3 separate regions of the Anas platyrhynchos genome follow, and all the other regions are linked to region 2. Evidence: chromatin contacts called from public Hi-C data. All regions are on one chromosome and are shown on one strand. The core of a region is the stretch at or near the end of the contact, and the rest is flanking DNA. Distances in the headings are between cores, read along the strand shown.

Region 1 (4,363 bases), core at 1,446-3,945, 140 kb before region 2:
TAAAGAGTAATCAAAATCACAGTAAAAAGAAGTTGAGCTTACCTTCCCAAAACTGCCTTTTCCAATCACTTTTAAGAAATGGAAGTCTGATGGTTTGGCATGTGGGTTGGATGACGGACCAAGATTGATCTGCTGCGAAGGACTGGGCTAGAAAAATAAACACATAGAAACCACTTTTATTAAAACAGCTTGGCGGTGAGAGGCTCAACAGTGCTTCTCTTTTTTTAAAGGATAGATAAAGTGATCACAAAAGAGAGGATCAGCCCTGTCCTTATCACTAAAAAAAGAAATCTAGACATCTGCCATTAAGTTAAACTATTTGGTACTACGCAACAGAAGTGTAACAGCAGTGGTTTACTTAAGAATTCTTTGAGGTCTTAGCTACATTCCACAGTGAAGTTCCAACTAATAAGCTTTATTTTTAAAATCTTCTTCTCCGCTTTAGGAAAATGTTTCAGTCTAACTTAATTACTCTTTTTCCCAGCTACATCAGTGCTACAAACTGAAGTTACACTCGTGATGCTAATTTTGCTACGCTTCTATTACCAGCTCAGTTGATGTTCTAAAAATGCTTCACAGAGCATTAAATCTGCTTACCGGAGGAGAAGGATTAGCGTTCATAAGTTCAGGCTCTTGAGGCTGGGAGATTTTCAGAATAGACTGAACTTCAGGGCTGTAAGGAGAAAAGCATGCATAATCAGTCACCGTAAGTGTCAGGCAGATCTTTCCGCCAGAGGGCAAGCAAGTACCGCGCTGGTGAGAGTTCAGTTTTGGCTTGGACTGTTAAAGAAAGCAACTGAAACAACCTATTCGGCTTGAGAAATAAAATCCATCTAGAGAAAGTAAAATCGGCCATAAAAAGAAATGTCTTTGTGCCGTAAGTACAAATCAAAACAGGGACAGGGCTCTAGAAATCCCATCCGACTCATCTCGCCCAAACCCAGCTCATGAAGAACTGGTGCAAGGTGAGTAATAATACCTCAGGAAGAGCAATTAACTTTTCAGTAACAGTCATGCCAGAGGCATTAGAGTAAACAATTTTTCCTCGGTCTCATAAAACGTAATGGTATTTATTACTGAAACCCGGCCGAAGTGTCTGATACTTACTGTTTGCATGCATAGGAGTTGGTGGCTATCTTCTGAATGAAATCATTCAGCCCCATTCTTCTCTGCTTCATGAAAGCTAAAAAATAAAAGGACAGGAGTGTTAAAAAAATTTAAAAAAAAAAAAATAAAAAAAAATCGCGAAGCCATCTGCCTGTCTTGTTAAAAAAAAAAAAAAAAAAGTACACCACCCAGCAGCATCCCCGCTGCCCGCCTCACCGATGAGGATGGCCACCATGCCCCTCATCTTGGCGTAGGTCAAGGTGGGACCCGACGCCTCGGCTGCCTTCACTGTCATTGCTCTGGGCTTGGAAGGGGAAAAGATGCCGGGACAAGGAGCCGACTGCGACCAGCACCGCACTGCCCCGGAGCGGCCCCCGACAGCGCTTAAGTGGCGGCGGAGCGGGGCGGGACCGGAGAGGGGCGGCGCCGATCGTCCCCCCCCCCCCGGGGGGCCGCCTCCGGGGCCGTCGGGGGGGGGATGAACGGCGCCGCCCCGCTGCCGGCCCCGGGAGACTGATTCCCCCCCCTCCCCGCTCCCCGCTCCGGAGAACAAGATTTCCTGCCCGGTTTGCATTAAAACAAACAAATGTCCCTTCTGTGCGCTGCCCTGATCCCGGCCGGGCCGTTACCGAAAGGGAAAAGGAAAACAAACAAAAGCACAAAAGCGAACCAAAAAAAAAAAATTTTTTTTTCTTTAATGCCAAAAAAGGGGAAAACGTAAGGGAAAATAAATAAATAAATCCCGGTTCGCTGAACTTGGAGGCGGGGGGAGGAAAGGGCTGAGAGGTCTGCTGCTGGAAGTGGTGGGGAGATGACAAGTGCACCAGTGCAAACATCAAAAAAAAAAAAAAAAAAGAAAAAAGAAAAAAAAGGGGAAGGAGGGGAGAAATTGCTTTCCCTTTTGCTTTCCCTATCCACGACCACTCGGGATCACGGTGCGTGGGGCACCGCTGCCGTGCCCCCCCGTGCCCAACACCAGCCTGCCGCTGGGCAGCATCCCTTGGCAGCCGGCCGCACCTCGGGGGGTGACAGCAGCAGGGGCACCCAGCGAGGTGGGCGCAGGTCTCCAAAAGCGCCTTACAGCGCTGGAAGAAGGAGGGAAAGGGGTCGGGGTCCCTCCGGGAGATGGGGGGGGGGGGATCCCTGGCGCCCCAGTGCGGGCGCAGCGGCGCCGGGAAGGGCAGGGGCGAGGGGAGCGGCTGCTGGGGCTCTGCCTGCTCCCACTTGTCGCTTTCCTCGCGCCTGTCGCCAAAACCGCCGCTATCAGCGGAGGCAGAAATTGAAGAGAGAAAAGAGAAAAGAAAGGCGAAAAAAAAAAAGAAACCCCAGGCTCTGCCACAGCCCCCGGTGCCCCGCACAACCTGCCGCGGGTCGCGGCGCCCCTCACGCCCCCTCCTCCCCCCCGTGTCCCCCGGTGCCCCCCGTCACCTTTGAGCGACGACTTCTCCTCCTTGCCCCTCATCTCCGCCGCGGGGCCGTGCTCTGCGCTCAGCAGCCGGGGGCGGGCTGAGGCCGGCCGAGTGCCCGGCCCGGGGGCAGGGGGAGGCGGCGGGGGTGGGAGGGGGGGGCGGAGGGGCCGGGCGCCGCTGCCGCTGCCCCGCTTAGGATCGCGGTGCCGAGGGCGCTCCGGGAGCGTTATAAACGCGGACACGGGCCGCCCCGCACACTCTGCCCCGTTGCAACATCGCCCTCAAAATTACTGTCATCAGCGGCAGCCGCGCACACCCCGCCGCGGGGGGGCCGGCCCTGCCCTGCCCTCCGACACCCGCCCCGGCCCCGCGGCGGCGCCAGGAGGCGCTGCCCGCACCCGCTGCGAGCCGCCGCGCACCGGGACCCCCCCCCCGGTCCCCGTCCCCATCCCCGTTCCCCTCCTTTCCCCGGCCGGGCCCCGAGCCAAGGCGGGCGGAGGAGGCGGCCCCGGGTCCGCTCCCGCCCCCGGGCGCCGAGCCGCGGCTGCCGGCAGCGCTTCCCCGCCGGCCGGATAGCGCCGGGCCGGGCACGGCCCCCAGCGCCTTCCGCCGGCAGCGCCCCGGCGGCGCCCCCCCGGCCGCCGCCCGGCTCGGGACACCGCTGTCCGGCCGTCCGTCCGTCTGTCCGGCCGTCGGTTCGCCCCCCCTACACACACGCACTTGTCCGCCTCCGCACCGGGTACTCGGCGGCTCGGTGCGGTGGGAGGTTGTCAGCTGCCAAAGCCGGGTCTCAGGAGCCCGGGATGCGCTTAGCAAGCCCCCAAAATCGCGTTTTAAAGCTTTTCCTGACGGTGATGGCTGCAGTTGGAACGGAAGACGGAGCTCAAGCAAAGGAAAGGTGGCCAAGAGGCATCCCGTTACTCGAGGGCCGGCTGTTCTGGAAAAGGGTCGGGCATTGTGCAAAGGTCGCCAAACTGCAAGGGTTTGCATCGGGAGTTTGTATAGGCGCTGATAAGTAAAGGCAAGAGAAGAGCGAAAATAATTGCAATAATATTTCTCACTCCCATTACGTTTCGCCCCGAGATTACAATTCTGACAAATTGTCCCGAGCTTCTAAAATTTCCAAATAAAAAATTTATGCTTTTTCAAAGACAAATGAATAAAGTAAAAGGTGGACATGCAAAATGCAAAAGTAAACGGAGACTCCACACCGGCAGTAGGAACAGTTGCGGAACAGCTCGCTGCAGGATGTGCGCACACCGAAGTGTGGGTGGGTTGGGTAATGGCTGGGTGAATGAATGACAAAAGAATACTTGAGGGCAGTGGAGTACAAAGGCAGTGTGCCTGACCCAGAATGTTCCTCAACCGCGAACGAACGCCCGGAAGCCAGGGGTGTTTTGGGGGCGAATCACTGACCAGTTGCCTGTTCCTGCTGTCAGCCTTAGCAGGGGACTGTTAGCTGGTGCTGGGAACCCCGTATGCTGAGCTACATGGACCTGGGGCTGAGGCATTCGTTCTGATATTACCTGTCTGAGTGGCATGGTGCTGGGTCTGTGCTCACAGAATTTAACCAACTCACAAAGCCCCAGGACCTGCTGCTTGCTGGTAAGAAGAAAAGAAGAGAGAGAGACGATTGGATTTTGTAATGTAATATGAAGCGTGACGCTGCCAAATGGCTCGGTTCCACGTAAAAGTAGCACCAGGTGAGCAGGCTCTCATCAGCCTCCTCACCGTGCCAGCATTCAGACCAGGGTCCTGCTGTGGGGAGGTGAGAAATGCAGAAAGACACAGACTGACAGACCCTTAGGCGATGCAGGCATAAGGGCAGAGTGGGCTGGCTTGCCTGT
Region 2 (4,719 bases), core at 1,637-4,136:
TATTCTGTCTGCAGAAGGTTTTTTTCCAGATAACTTATCAGCCTGTTTTCAAAGTGAACTTAGTGCTACTGAAAGATGCCAATTCAACAGCTGATGGACTGTAGTCCCTCCTTCAGAGGGACATGGGAACACATGTACACCCACAAGCTGTTCCAGCTCCAACGTGCTGGAAATGTGACTCAGTCCAAAGGGAGCTTTCTCAGATGGAGAGAATTCATCTTCTGTACTGATATTTGTATGACCCTAATTACTGTGTTATCTAAATTATTCATAATCTAGAGCTGTACCATTGTAGGAAAATGGGGCATTTGAAAGGTATGTGTGCAGTCACACATGCCACACTCCAGAGCCACAGAGCAGCAGCCTGTTCCTCAGCCAAGGCTGCTGCTACGGTGTCTTACCGAGGTGGGCATGTGGGAATGTGTGTTTTGCTGTGGGAGATGTGCAGCAGCTGCTGAGTGTATGCCTGGCAAGAATTTGCCCACACTCCTTCTCTTCCTGCCCAGCTGCAGCGCTTCATCCAGGCTGCCATTTGGATGGCTGCACACTGGATATCCGTCTGGTTTATCTGCTGCATTAGCCAAGTAATGTACATTAGTTTGGTTTTGCTATTTATCAGTATGTGAATGTGCTTTCTCAAAACAGGGTCAAACCAAATTCTCATTTCATACAACCCAGCAGGTTCTTAGGCATTAAACTCTAGTTTAAGGATACACTGCCTCACTCACTGACTGAGACACCTTATCCTTTAGTTCATTTAACTCTGGAGACATTTTCTAATTCCCCATTAAACTTCTAAATATTGATTTCCTTTCTCATTTGGCTGGGAAATAAGGCCAGGATTACCCTGCTGAGAGCAAACACCCAATTTCCAGAAAAGCAGGCTGCCAGTCCCTGAACTGCTGTTTGGTGCCATCCCTGTCACTCCTCCCAAGCAACTCAGGTGACGAAGCTCAGAGCAGCTGACTGAGAGGTGCCCCTGCACCACTTGCAGCCCCGCAACCCCCACCAGGGCACTTTGGGCAGTTCACTCAGCTGCAGCCAGGTCCTGCTTACGCTGCTTGGGGCTGCTGGAGATTGCAGGCCTTGCCCGGCACTGTTCGCAAGCAAGGCTGCCAGAAGAGCCAGCAGAGCTGCCAAACAGCAAGCAAGATATGGGGCATGCCAATGAGGGGAAAGGATGACAACAGGCCCTCCCAGTCGGATGTAGATATGCTGGTCTGAGCAGGGAGCTGGCAGAGAAACTGCAGCCCCAGCATTTCAGGCAACAGAAAGGGATGAAGTCTGCACAGGGCAGAGGTTCACATGACTCTGGATGGTGGAGGCCTAAAGCACAAGTGAGTCAAGGTGCAATGCTCTCACCCTAGCCACAGGTGACACAGCTGGGTTAATGGTGTCCACAGGCGCTCTGGTGGCACCGGGGCAGGCTACATCAGCCATGATGTGATACCTCCTGCTCTCTGAGCAGCTCCTCCGGGTCACAGCAGGGATCGCAGCAGGTGATGTACCCTGCAGCTGCTACAGTTCATAGCACTGATGACGGAGTATTTGTGCTTACATGACTGGCCATGCATGGAGATTGCTTGAGGCACAGGCACACTTTGTTTTCCCTGCCTTACATCATGCCACCTTTTGCTACCTTGCTGTGGGACACTGGCAGAGAGATGGGGCAAACTGAGGGGTCAGGGGTAGAATCTGGTGACTTGGTTCACTGCACATGAAATGTTCAATCCAGCCCAACCCAGATGTGCAGAACACAGGAACAAACCATGATGGAGATGTTTCCTGTTGACCATAGGAGTCAAACTGCCCAGGTTTATCCTCAGGTATCTCTTTGTAATGGAGTTCTGAAAGTCTCCAACTGCTATGCTGCAAAAACATCTCTCAAGAAATCTTGCCAGACACCATATTCACATCCACAGCTTCGTTCATTGCCAGCTCTTACATCACCTGTTGTTGGCAGACTCCATCAATAAGAACGGCTTTCTGGCAATTATATCAGCCAGCTTTCTTCTTTATATAGCTGTGTTGTTCTGCATTTTGCATCAGCTGCTGTGGTTTCTGAACTCTTCTTGAGAGCTTTCAATTGACATATTTGCCTGTAGTTTCCAGTTTTAATACCCTTTATTGCAGGTACAATTCTCTGACACATACACTGTTTTTTCTTTGGGAACAGACCGTTAGGCCACTAAAGAGCCTTCTTGGGGGATAACAGATGAATCCCCCTGAAATGTTCAGAAATGTAAGATGGATCCTGCAAACCTATCAGTCTGCTTCCAAAATCCCCAGTGAGGGCTTGGAGTTTGGGGATGGTTGGCTGGGGATTAGGTGGAAGCTGTTATCACAGGCTGGCTAGGTTGTGTATTTCCTTCAATTCAATCCCTGCTGTGCACAGAGCAGCAATGTACCTAACAGCTGCGCATTCTTTGCTTCCCTTTTGAGCCCTGCTCTGGCCAAAAAAGCCTTTATCAGAGGATGCATTACGGTACCTTTGTTCATTAATGATAACCGAGGTAGAAAACAATTTCTGCTTCATCTCCATTCCTTGTGCCATAAATCTCCATGTAAAAAAAAATCTCCTGGGACTCCACAGCACTAGAAGTCAATTGCTAAAGGGAATTTATATAAACAGTGCCAACATTTGGCAGCAGGATTCGGTATATTTCTTTGATGCCCACAGTCTGCAATTGCAGAAAGTCTTACTAGCCCAGCTTGAGGGAAAAGGGGTGATACCTCTCTGCACTTTCGTGTTCTTTTTTTGGAGTATCTGCATGCTTGTCTTTGCCTGAGTCATTATAAAGACCAGAGGATCACAGTCAGCCATTGGTATGGGAGGGCGCCTGGATGCTGCTCTTGTGGGAATTCCACATTCCCTGCAAGTCTTGCGTAATGCTGACTTTCCCTCGGAGTCTGTCCAGGATTACTTCCTGCCAGACACTTTTCCTCTAGCAACGGCACCATATGAGGAAAAAAGAAACCTTATTCCCTCTTAGGGAAACACCTCATTCTTCCTTTTTCCCCTCAACCCCAAGATACATTAAAACTGCCATTATATAAACATAAAACAACACTCTAATGAAACTGTCAGTGTGTTTTCAGGATATCCCAATAATCTGTGTATAAAATACACATGTTCCTTGTCAGTCTTCCTATAGTGTAACACCCTCCTTCTGCCACTAACTAATGGCACTGCTTAAGTAATCTCTGTTATGACACTGACAGTCATGGGTTTAAATCCTGATGATCAGTCAAAGCAAATGTCATCACAAAAGCAGTGACTTCTTTCCTTACTCTTTTTTCATTTTACTATTTTATTTTATTTTACTTATCTAAGAACTGCTGCTCATGAGATATGTATACCTAACTGGCTCAGATGCCTCAGCAGGTAAGAGCTGCCACACCATTTGTGTTTCAGCAATGGAAAAAACAACCGCTTATGTAATTCTCATACTGCCAAAAATCCACACCACAGATGAACCATCACAATAAAAGCTGAATTTACTGCATGGCCAAATGAGCAGTCAGAAAACACATACCTACCTAGAAGAGCTGCAAAAACAACTTAGAGGTTATGTACAGCAGAGCTGTGTATAACTAGCAAAATTACATCTTAAACACAGTTCTAATGACCAGGCTGCATCGTAAGCATTTAATTATCTTTTGGACCATAAACTCTGAGGATGTACAGGCAACAGAGAAAAAAGCTAATCGTATGGAATGAGATACCAATCCTCTTGTTTGCAACTGTATGCTCTTAATTTGCCTTGTTTCTGCTTGTGAATGACCATGAATCAGACTTTGTGTTTACTGGCAATGGCAGCCTTTATGTCAGCTGAAAGCTAAAGCATACTTCCTATCATTTAATTTTACCAAAAAATTCACAAGATGCATTTATGAACATTATGAACAGGGAACTCTCTTACTCAGGAAAACATGCAGCTAAATTTAAATGGCGTAATGCCAATGAAGGAATAGAATTACAGCTGTCTGTGGTGGCTAGATGTCCTCAATGTGAACAGGTGTTTTGGTAGCATAAACCTTCCATGTTTCCCCCCCTTTTTTTCCCTTTACCTCCGCTCAGCCCCTGCCATGCTGTCTTGGCCCCACCGGATGCCAGAAGGGTAAGTAACCTCTGCAGTGTTGCAACTTTTGCATTCACCACGGGACAATTCAATTTTTCCAAGTCAAAAGGAGGGCATTATCTTTACTCATGCTCCTTGAGCAATAAAAGCTAGGAAACATAGTGGACAAAAAACATAAAAGAGAGGTAGGGGACTCAATAATATACTCATCAGGTGATATCTCGTCAGGAGAGAAGGGAGCTGCTGTGTATAAAGAAGTTGCCTGTAATAAGTGAGGGTGCTGACACATACAAACAAACAAAACCAACAAACTGGATGGGCACTCCTGTTCTGGGGAACAGTACAACTCATTCTCTCTCTCCCTTTCCTGAAAAAGGAGGAGAATTTCTGGACTGGGTAGGAAACATTTCTTCACTTTCCTGTGAAGAAGTGAGACAGCTGAACTCTGTCTCCCCTCCATGTGTTTTTTGAACTTAATTCCTAGTCATGGCTGAGGTTAGTACAGGTGAGCCCCGGAGGCAGCATAACATGAAACAATAAAACAAGTCCAACCACTGAACACATTTGTGCCATGACCCAGATTTCATCAATGAATGGAAAATCCCCAAGTTGAACTAGGAAAATATTCCTCAGATTC
Region 3 (4,696 bases), core at 756-3,255, 150 kb after region 2:
AATCATCATATTTCTTCAGATTTCACTGTAAGCTTTTAAAAACCTTTTTAGTAGAATAGAAAGTTTATAATCCTGATACACCAGCAGCTTCCCCTGCCCTCAGCAGCCACTGATCTATGTGACAAGATCACAACTTCACATGACCTGGTGTGACCAAGCTTTGCAAATGCTGTTATGAATCTCATGATGCTGTGCCTTTTCTGTGATAATTCCAGACCTTGGATTCAGGTGAAGAATTATAAACATGTTTGGGTTTCTTGCTTTATATGTTGTACTCAATAGCTTTGTTACAGTACAAGAGGTTATACCCCTTTTTATTGTTTCTGCACTTTAAAACACTGTGAAAATAAATAAATAAATAAATCACTATACCATAAAACTGCCTCTCTACTGCAGTAGCGCAGAAGGAATGAGGTCCATTTAGATTTAGTTCAGTATCTTATCAGAAGAGTAGCGCACGAGTAGTCCTTTGTGATGTTTCTCATTGGCATAATAACAACACTAGCTTTCTGTGGTAGATTGCATTTGTTTTGTTCTCTCATATTGTTCCTCTCCTCATTTAGATAGATCTGTATTCATTTCACAAGCAGCTTCCCTTTGAATATCTTTTGTTCAACTGTTAATTACCTTATGTGTCACTTTCTTTTCAAAGACTCACAATACATATAAAAAGATTTGATGGTCCAAAGGGGTGTGTATACTTGATAAGTTCCAAAATTCAGGTCTGTACATTAGCTTCTTATTTTCCTAAAGAATTAGGAAATTAAGCCAGAAAAGACTAGTATACCTGAGCATGTACCTGTAATTATCAAGCAATCGTGGAGTAGTGCCAAAACATGCTAAACTTGTCTAATCTCTCTGATGAAAAAAACATAATGACAAGCTATGGAAAGGCAGAATGACATTTAATTCATTTTCCATTACTTATCTGCCAGCTTTTGATGGTGTTCAACGATACAGCCCACCAGTGGGCTTTTCTGTTCATAGCTGTTCTCTCTGCCAAGTCACACAGATGTTCAGCTTTTTCTTTCACATGGATGGTATACTAGATATGGTCTTACCTTCACCCAGTTCCTCCCCCCTCAAGTTGGGGAACTAATTTTGACCCTATTCCCTGCTAGAGGGTGGTTTTCTGTGATGGGAAAGCCTCACGTCAAGGGATGGATGGATGGAAGGATGGATGGTCTTTCTGCTTTAAGAAGAAAAGATCTTTACTCAGCCCCTAAGTTCACTTTCCAGTGGTGTGATCTAGCTAAAGGATCTGTCCTGTCCTTGAGAGATATTCAGCGTGTGTCCCAGGGGAGCAAGAAGCAGAGCATGAGGTGTCTTCCACCTGCCTTTCCAAATCACATAACACTGAAGCAAAACAAGATGTGTCACTAGTCAAAACTATTTCTACCCACTTATTTTCTCTTACTGATTTCATAACAGTGGATAAGGAAAAGTTACATTTCAGTATATACATACATAAATATACACATGCATATGCATATATATTATTCATTGCTTTTTTATTTGCTTATCAAAACAGATGCTTTCAGACAACTCAAAGCAGTACAAGTAAGTAATTTGTACAGTTCAAAAGCCAGCCTATTTGAACCTATTTGAACTCAAAATTATACAATAAAAAAATCTACTCCGAGACACCTATACTTACAAGTTATGCTTTGGAAAGGTGGATTTGTCTTTGAGAAACACTTGTATAAAACTGAAATTATCAGACCAATCTGTTGAAGACGTACTATATGGTTTATAGCTACTCACAACATACCATGGTATGTCCCAAAAGACTTTTTCTTTCCCCAGCATGTAAATAACTTCATTTATCTTTGCAGAAATAGAGATCAATGTGTTTTCTTATATGTGTTATATCCTGGGGTAGGACCATTTACTGTTTTATTCTGTCAAAACCAGCAGTTCAAAAATTATTGGTCCGGGAGTTCAGTTCTAACAATAGCTCCACCAAACCTCAGACAGCGGTGTAAGAGTGCCTTCTATAGTTGGAAGAAAGAAATGCAGGCCAGAAAAGCCACGGAACTTCAATATACCGCCCATCTCTCTTGGTTGCCTGCAGAGGTGTTCTTAAAGCATAAGAAGAAACGGAACAAAAACTTTCTCTCTTAAAGTGAATGTGTCAAATTCATCCTCAAGATAGCTGTCATCTTTGGAGCACGATTACAAATACTTCTTACTCCAGTGTAGGTGTAGTCCTCTATGAAGGCTTAGAAACAGTTCTATATGCAATCAGCTTTTAAAGAAAAAATTGAATATTTTTTGTAATTTTATCAGTGGCTTTTAAAGAGCTTTGTGGGCTTCACAGGGAAAAATGCCATAGACATGAAGAAGCCCTTATTCTGGAGTGTTACTTTTCTTCTGAGTCATTTCAGTGATCTGGTTTCTCACACAGTTTCATAAACAGTTGTAGTTGCCCAACTAAGGGAGCAGCAAGCTGTGATGGAACTGTGAAAAACAAAGCAAAGCAAAACAAAACAAAACAAAACAAACACCTAATTGAACAGAAGGAAAGGACAGGAGCTACCCAGGTAAGCACAATGCAATCATGTATAAAACTAAGCAGAACTTGGATCCTGACAGACAACTTCTGGGCGAGTGCCTAAGTCCTAAGCCAGAAAACGACATTCTTACACTGTGAACAGATCACCTAGTACAGCTGTGGTTTAGCAAAGCCTTAAGAATACATTCAGCTTCAGCTGCACAAATACTCCATGTCAGTCAGACAACTTAGGTCCTTAAAGGTGAGCAGACATCTTGGCAGTGGGGCTTACTGTAACTCATATACAAAGGGTAAAAAGTTTACTGCATTGAAGTCAGCTTCATGATAGTCTTGACTTTCCATGAAACAAAGACTATAAGCAGGCTAGTTCTACCTTGATTTCAAATTTCCCATCATTTTTTAAATTTTGCTCCTATCATACACATTGATTTTGATATAAAGAATCTCTTAATCCACACATGGTCTCCATATGAACAGAAGTAACTAAAGTAAGAGTTACTTTTCCACCTCCTCTCTGTCATTCCACTGTATCTATAACTGGAACTAGCACACGCAGTGCAGTACTTTTGTGCCCTTATGTGTAGGAAAGGATAACCAAAATATGCTGTGTTAAGTAAAGCAAAGAATGACCAAAGAATGAAAGAATAACAGCAGGTATAGGGCTAGTGTGCAAGTTTCCACAATGCATTTTTGTTATACTCATATATAATCAATTTTCTGACCCACAAATAGAAGAGAAGTCAACCTTTGCAGAGAAACCAAGTACTCCCTATTACACTTTTAATGGCAAGTCAGCTCAAGCAAAATAAGACCAATCATGCTGTTCAATGGTTGAAATTTTCATTTTCCAAGTCAGGGAACCCACTATGCTGCTGCAACATTGATATTTGAAATGAGGTAACTCAGGGAAGAACAGATATGTGTGTAAAGGGGGGTCACATGGACATGACAAGCAATTGCATGTGCCCAGAGGAGTTACTACCACAGCTTAATGTCATGCAGTGAAAAGTGAAGTACCTTGTAAAGACACAGAGCAGACACATAGACTGGAAACAGTATCCACACATCACGCCAATCTTGTGCCCAAGCAAGTAAAACCTTTTGAGATGAAGCTTTTGTTGAGCTGAAGGCAGCATTATGCCAAGGTAGAGATACCACTTTGTGGCCATAATTGCCCTCTATACATTTTAGCCAAGAGAAGAGTATAGAGTCCAAGCTACTGGCCTTGCCTACAAACAACCATGGTAAACTATCAGCAAAAATATGATACATAGCAGCAAAAGATGTTCTTTTTCTCTTAGAGCTTATACAAAAACCTTCCCCATTCCACACTATTTCAGTGTTTAGCCAGACTCTCAGTTCATTCCATCATCTGCATTGTGATTCAGGTGTGTTCTACTTTGGTCAGAATATTAGTCTTGCTTGGGAGCAGAACAGATGAAATGTTAGACCAGCAAAAGCTGTATTAGGAATGTCACTGTATGTCATCTGAAATGCCCTCTCTCAGTGGTTGTGAGAAAAGAAATGGTTTAGGCTAATCCCTAAAGGATGTTTTCCTTACAATTAAAAAACTAATCTCTCTCTCTTCTCTCTCTCACACAGGATATAAAAGCCAGAGTAAAGGCAAGGCATAGATTTTGGAGCCTAAAATAGCCCTTTCAAAATACATATGTCTTAAATGGTAGGAAAGATATGACCAGCTAAGCAGTATACAATCTACACAAAATAATGCTTTATGTGATTTGATCCAGTCCAGTCTTCAGCTATGAAACTGACCTATCTCTTCTTCTTAATAGTTTCATCTTCTAAAAAAATTTATAAAGAGTTTGATTTTGTTGTCAGTGGTGGTTTGGTTTGTTTTTAATTCTTTTATGGTGTATTGCCAGGCAATGAATGGTGTGTGATCTCTTGTCAAGAAAAGTGAAACAGGAGGCAGGAAAGCTGTTTTTATGCAAACATGGACAATTTTTCTTTTTCTTACCTTCACTTTGTTTCAGGTTTACCACCTGGTACACAGTAACAATGTTATTCACCTCAGGCTGTGCTGGAGACATTAATTTTTGTTTTAAAAGTGGGATGAAATGCAGCTGTTACATGAAGTCCAATGCTTAACCTCATACCTCTGATGGTTATTCCTTTATCACAAAGCAATCCAGCTTGATTTTGTAGTATATTCATCAG

Evidence for each region. A called contact is a pair of places that touch in the nucleus more often than the background predicts.
Region 1: a contact with region 2 is called in a Hi-C map of skeletal muscle, with 5 times the contacts expected there. The contact joins the promoter of SGK1 here to the enhancer-like site in region 2. A contact is called at or near these places in 4 of 8 Hi-C or Micro-C datasets (F5 follicle, skeletal muscle and small yellow follicle).
Region 3: a Hi-C map of subcutaneous adipose tissue shows a contact between it and region 2, with 2.3 times the contacts expected there. The contact joins two enhancer-like sites. A contact is called at or near these places in 2 of 8 Hi-C or Micro-C datasets (skeletal muscle and subcutaneous adipose tissue).

Annotation. Positions count from the first base shown.
Region 1 is chr3:61,824,113-61,828,475 of IASCAAS_PekinDuck_T2T, reverse strand. It overlaps SGK1 (serum/glucocorticoid regulated kinase 1), which reads right to left and starts at 2,695. Exons shown (of 12, transcript XM_038176238.2): 1 at 2,536-2,695; 2 at 1,108-1,183; 3 at 598-673; 4 at 43-147. The coding sequence starts at 2,569.
Region 2 is chr3:61,685,903-61,690,621 of IASCAAS_PekinDuck_T2T, reverse strand. No RefSeq gene overlaps it. Among named protein-coding and RNA genes, the nearest start is that of SGK1, 140 kb to the left of the region's middle. Within about 2 kb of position 2,886, at least 3 of the 8 cell types and tissues checked have an H3K27ac peak or open chromatin away from gene starts, as enhancers often do. A contact at or near this core is called in subcutaneous adipose tissue, where this site is marked.
Region 3 is chr3:61,532,595-61,537,290 of IASCAAS_PekinDuck_T2T, reverse strand. No RefSeq gene overlaps it. Among named protein-coding and RNA genes, the nearest start is that of ALDH8A1, 110 kb to the right of the region's middle. Within about 2 kb of position 2,005, at least 3 of the 8 cell types and tissues checked have an H3K27ac peak or open chromatin away from gene starts, as enhancers often do. A contact at or near this core is called in subcutaneous adipose tissue, where this site is marked.